Linked DNA regions of Danio rerio: region 1 is linked to region 2. The links are chromatin contacts, called in public Hi-C maps. All regions are on one chromosome and are shown on one strand. The core of a region is the stretch at or near the end of the contact, and the rest is flanking DNA. Distances in the headings are between cores, read along the strand shown.

Region 1 (2,952 bases), core at 116-2,615, 220 kb before region 2:
GGGCCACCGTGCTGCCCTGTCGCCTCACAGCAAGAACGTCACCGGTTCTATTCCTTTAACAGGCCGGTGGTCATTTCTGTGTGTAATTTGCATCCTCTTTCCGTGCTTGCGTGGGTTTTCCCCGGGTCCTCCGATTTCCTCCCACATTCCAAAAACATGCACAACAAGTAAATTGATAAATCTAAATTTTGCAATACAGGTAATCTCATAAAGCAGCATATCTTTTCATAGCATTCAATTTTTAGTCATCAGCTCTTATCAAGGCTCCCCTATCTTCCTCCAAACGGGAGGGAGCCCAGGGCTCAAGAACCTTCGAGCTCATGGCTCTCTCCCGGGACAGCATGCCAAACTTGCTTATAATCAATCATCAGCTAAGTGTGAACTCTTGAAACAGAATTGATGATGGACTAAAAATCTGAGAAATTATTTTGGGAGTATCACTAAAACATTAATATGTAAAAATAAAAAATACTTTTTTTTAATGTTTACAATGCAAATCCAATAAGATATAAGATAGGCCTAACTACTAAAAGACAGAAAATTTTACTTACTGCATTGTACATAAATCAGATTTTCATGTTAGTAATATTAATTAATTTAAAAAAATGAATAAATGAAGATTTACACACTTCAAGTAAATAAACAGAATTAATGATGGGCTAAAAATCTGCGGAATTCTGCGCGCTCAGATTCTGCGTGGGCCTAGGAATGACCCACCAGTATATGAATTATTGATTTATTTATTTTCCCAGCAGAAGCCTGACCAGATGAGCAGAAAAGAGTGAATTAAGTCTCAGTGATCCAAATCTTGTTTGTGTTCAAGTCTAGTTTCCGTGCGTCCACTAAATAGCTTGGACATCTTTGATTCATGGTCACCACTGTATAAAAGGATGAAGTGGAACCGGAGCTGCACAGTGAGCGTCTTTTATGTGATGCTCGGCTTTAGTCATGGCCGCAGTCTCAAGGCCACACCATAAACCTTCAATTGTCATGCTCGGATATTTGAGAGCCCATGTCCTTTAGGCCATGAAATATGCTTTCTGTGTGTGAGAGACTTTCTTCTGCGATAAGGTTTAAGATGCTTCACCTCAAAGTACCTTCTTTTCCATGCAAGCCGATATATATTATACTGTGTACTGCCAGGTTATAGGCTATAACTACATAGGTTATATGGGTTGGCTTAGGAATATTTCCAAGTTATTACCCACTTTATTCAATAATTACGGTAAGGCAACCCCTGATAAATAAGGGACTAAGCTGAAGGAAAATGAATGAATGAATGTTTGGTAGGCTACGTAGGTGCTTACCATAGTTCTCAATGAATCTTCTCAATCAAACACTAGAGGGCGCAGTGGATCTGTGTGTAGAAAACTGACGATGATGTAAACATTGATGTGACTGAAGAAACTTACTATGAAACTCTTTGTATGCCAGCTCCTGGAGGTAATCCTTAAATATGAATTAGGGAACGCGATTCTCTGACAAAACATTCGTTTGTAAGAACTCAAATCTAATACAGCCTCTCGGATGTAACATGTAAAGTAATCCCGGGTTAGTATGTAATTATGATGCAATTTCCTGAAGCTTAACAGCGACAAGTGCAGGAATTTACTAAGCTAGTGGACTAGCATTCATGTAACAACCTCACTAATAAGCTGTTGGATGCAGTGAACATTTGGTACAGTGATTTTTACTAATAGCCTAGTAAACAGGGTGTCCACTTTTGAGACAAAAAATAAGGGATGTTTACTGCAGCAGGGGCCATTTCACTTGGGGGCCAAGACCACAGTGATCACAGGCCCAATAGCATGCCAGTGGTGGTAAATCGCAACTGAAAATATGTTTTCAGGAAAGTATGAACACTTGGACATTAAAATAATTTGACTGAAATCTGTGTAAACAGATGCAGTCAGGCTTTCTCTTTTACAGCTTTGCAGCAGTGATATAGCTGATGTTATGTTTAATAGTGTGGTACACCTGCATTACCTTACCTGCTGTAACCTAGAGGCGAGGAGAATATACTAATGAATTTAATTTTAAAGCATGGTATTGATTACTAATTTTGGCTAAAATATTTGTCATTAATTGCAGTAACAACTACCCAAACATGGACACAGCACATAAATAAATTAGATACAAACATTAGCTACACTGTGAAAAATGATTTGATCAATTAGTCCTGACAGCATATGTTTTAGGTCATTTTAACTTACTGAACTAAGGTAATCATGTTCTATTTTAATTTTATTAATGCTATGTTATTAATGTAATGTTATGCAAGCTGTTTTAAGTCAGTTTAAAATAATATTAGCTTAATAAACTCATGATTAATCTGATTCATCTTAAAAAGGATTTTTACAGTGTAGTAAAGTTTTCATATAGCCTATTTCTAATTTAAACAATATAAAGTTGCAATTTACTAGTTTAATTTCCTTATATGTGCATTATGTTGTTTATTTATGTATTACATAAAATGTATTAAATTAATGCTTATATGTGCCTGACTTAATTCTAACAAACAAATCATTATATTACATTGGATTATGATCCACTTGCATTGTATTTACAGAATTGTTACAAATTACAATTTGTGATCCAGTGTGTGAAAACCAGGCTTATCTAATTCTCGGATGAAGTTTATTGCAGGAGGGACTGGTCCACTTCACAACATAGATGGCACCATGAAGAAAGAACAATATGTATAAATACAGAATCATCTGACGTCAATGTGATTAGAAGTTTCTAGATGAGCCAGTGTTATTGAGTGGTTGTTATCTCGGAATAACATACCTTGGAATGTCACGACTGATCAGTCAGAAGCAAGTAATCCAGATAGCCTGGAATGAGATGTGATTAAAAAAAAAAAAAAAAACATATTATGATGAAATTTAGTTCCTGAAAGCAAAGAAAGTCAAGGTGCTCCAGGTTTGGCCAGCCCAGTCACCGGAGTGA
Region 2 (2,897 bases), core at 261-2,760:
GAAATTTTCACTGTATATCTGATCATTATCTTTCTTCAGCATAAAGTCTTAATTGTTTTAATTCAGCAAGAATAAAAGCAGTTTTAATTAAAAAAAAAAAAAAAATTAAGGACAAAATTATTAGCCCCTTTAAGCTATTTTTTTCCAATAGTCTACAGAACAAAACATCGTTATACAAAAACCTGCCTAGTTAACCTAATTAACATAGTTAAGCCTATAAATGTCACTTTAAGCTGTATAGAAGTCTCTTGAAAAATATCCAGTCAAATATTATGTACTGTCATCATGAGTGTCTTTGATAAAATATATCAACCATTAGAGATGAGTTATTAAAACTATTATGTTTAGACATGTGCTGAAAAAATCTGCTCTATGTTAAGACTTTAACCATATTTTGAGAAAATGCTTTGAAAAAACAAACACAAATTTACCTGCCTTTCGTTTAGTTCATAACTGTTTTTGTCCTATTTACTTTCATTATAATGACTTTTTTTTTCAAAGCCATGACACCATAAAATCATGCATTCTTGATTGTTGCTGGTTTTCACTGTTGGAATAAGGACAAAATGCTATTTTTTATTTTTATCATCAGTTGCAGAGTAGCTGTTTGCACATTTATCTTAATATGTCAGAGAAACTCAAAATAAGCAGCTCAGTTTTCTGTGTATTTCTGCACAAACTATAATCTGCCTTTTTACTCCATAAAACTGCATACACAAGCCAAAAACTTTTTTTTTTTTTTTTTTTTTTTTGTATACAGGCCTAATGCTGCCAACTGATGATCAACATTAAAAATACACATTTGACCTCTTCCCAATCAGGAATACCACCAAAATGAAGAATGCATGATTATGCTGGCATGGCTTTGCAATCAAAAATGTCATAAGGATGGAAGTCAAAGGGGGAAAAACATAAGAAAAGGGTAGTACATTTGAACAGTACACAAGGTTTAATCCAGATTTGGACATAACAATCATAAACAGTATGTATGGCGTAATGCATGAGACAGCAAGTTCCTCTATTTTCACTATGAAAAAAGGAAGTAATCAGCAGAGAAAGCAGCACTTTCTCTCCCATCTAAAACATCTATCCATAACACAAACTTCTCTCATAGTGGTGTATTAATGTGTGTAAGGGGTCAGATGAAGCCTGATTATGTACGGTTTCAACTGCGCTGTGCGGCCCAGAGGGAGCTGAGCTTCACAGAGAAGCTCCATCATTCAGCATCGAATCTGTGAGAACCGCTCATTTATCCAGCAGTTTTGGCACCGAGAAATCATACGGTTTTAGGCTGAAGGTGAGAGCGTAACCTCTGCTGTGGCTCCAGTCAAAGGAGAGAGAGGAGGAAAGCTCCACCGACTCATTTATAGGTCCAACTGGCAGATGAGTTGACATTTACTATGCTCAAAGCTCCCGTTAAAACCCCCGACATTATTATTTTTCTTCATCAACAAACAGTTGAGGCTATAAATAACTAAATGGCTTTAAATTAAAGTCAAGGGTGAAGTCCCAGCAGCCATTGGAGCAAAGGCATGGAGCCTAAAATGCTAAGTAGGTGATACATTTGAAAACTTTTTTATATATAGTTATCCAAAGAGTTTTTAAGTACTTATTATTTCTATTTTCTTTTTTCATCTCTGAAACCATGAAAATATTTTAGTTGTGGCTTTAACTTTAACCTATATATATATATATATATATATATATATATATATATATATATATATATATATATATATATATATATATATATATGTATATGTATATATAAATGTATATATATATATATATATATATATATATATATATATATATATATATATATATATATAATAATGTATATATATACATATACATTTATATATATATATATATATATATATATATTTATATATATATATATATATATATATATATATATATATATATATATATATATATATATATATATATATATATATATATATATATATATATATATATATATACATATATATGTGTACATATATATACTGGTTAAAGTTAAAGCCACAACTAAAATATTTTCATGGTTTGAGAGATGAAAAAAGAAAATAGAAATAATATGTACTTAAAAACTCTTTGGATATATATATGAAGGCAGTTCATTCAGCTGTGGCAACCTCAGATTAATAAAGGGACTAAGCCGAAAAGAAACTGAATGAGTAAATGAAATATGTAAATGTGTTTATCCATTATTAAATTGATTTATTTATTTTAAACCCTAGATAGGTGTTTACATGTTCCCCCCTTGTTGGCGTGGGGTCCCTCCAGGTGCTCCAGTTTCCCCTACAGTCCAAAGACATGCAGAATGGGTGAAAAGGGTAAGCTACATAGTCTGTAGTGTATGTGTGTATGTCCCGGTGTTCCAGATTGGGGGTTGAACATTGGGCTAACAGCTCACTACATAAAAACGATGTAACAAAACACCAATATGGTGCAGCTGAATATCAACTTCGATATACAAAAATGACCCTGGGAGTAAGTAAGTGAACCATAGATAGACAATACCAGTGCTGCCATCTCTGTCACGTGAAGAAGAATTTGATTCAAATTGTAATAAAATGTACGAATTTCACTGCTCTTTCTATATTTTGATCAGAAACCTGCAGTCTTGGTGAGCATATAGTAAGAGACTTTCAGAAATATGAAAAAAGAAAAAAAAAAAAAAAAACTCACCATCCACAAAGTTTTAAACAGTAGTGTATAATCAGAAAATGAACCTCAAACAAACAAAAAAAGGAATAATAATAATAAAAAAAGTACAGGAAGAAATCAGCATTCCAGATAAAAGACAAAAGGGAATGGAAAGATCAAGCTGATGAGCAGAAGATCCCTCCAGGGGCCCTCAGTCACCACCAAAAGCATGAGCACAAGCG

Evidence for each region. A called contact is a pair of places that touch in the nucleus more often than the background predicts.
Region 1: a Hi-C map of skeletal muscle shows a contact between it and region 2, with 4 times the contacts expected there. The contact joins two enhancer-like sites. A contact is called at or near these places in 10 of 18 Hi-C or Micro-C datasets (caudal fin, embryo, fibroblasts and 3 more) and 2 of 4 datasets of contacts at active chromatin or transcription factors (caudal fin and embryo).

The regions. Positions count from the first base shown.
Region 1 is chr3:49,630,139-49,633,090 of GRCz12tu, reverse strand. No RefSeq gene overlaps it. Among named protein-coding and RNA genes, the nearest start is that of atp5pd, 12 kb to the left of the region's middle. Within about 2 kb of position 1,365, at least 5 of the 62 cell types and tissues checked have an H3K27ac peak or open chromatin away from gene starts, as enhancers often do. A contact at or near this core is called in skeletal muscle, where this site is marked.
Region 2 is chr3:49,405,629-49,408,525 of GRCz12tu, reverse strand. All of the region lies in intron 32 of tbcd (tubulin folding cofactor D), which reads right to left. Among named protein-coding and RNA genes, the nearest start is that of znf750, 57 kb to the right of the region's middle. Within about 2 kb of position 1,510, at least 7 of the 62 cell types and tissues checked have an H3K27ac peak or open chromatin away from gene starts, as enhancers often do. A contact at or near this core is called in skeletal muscle, where this site is marked.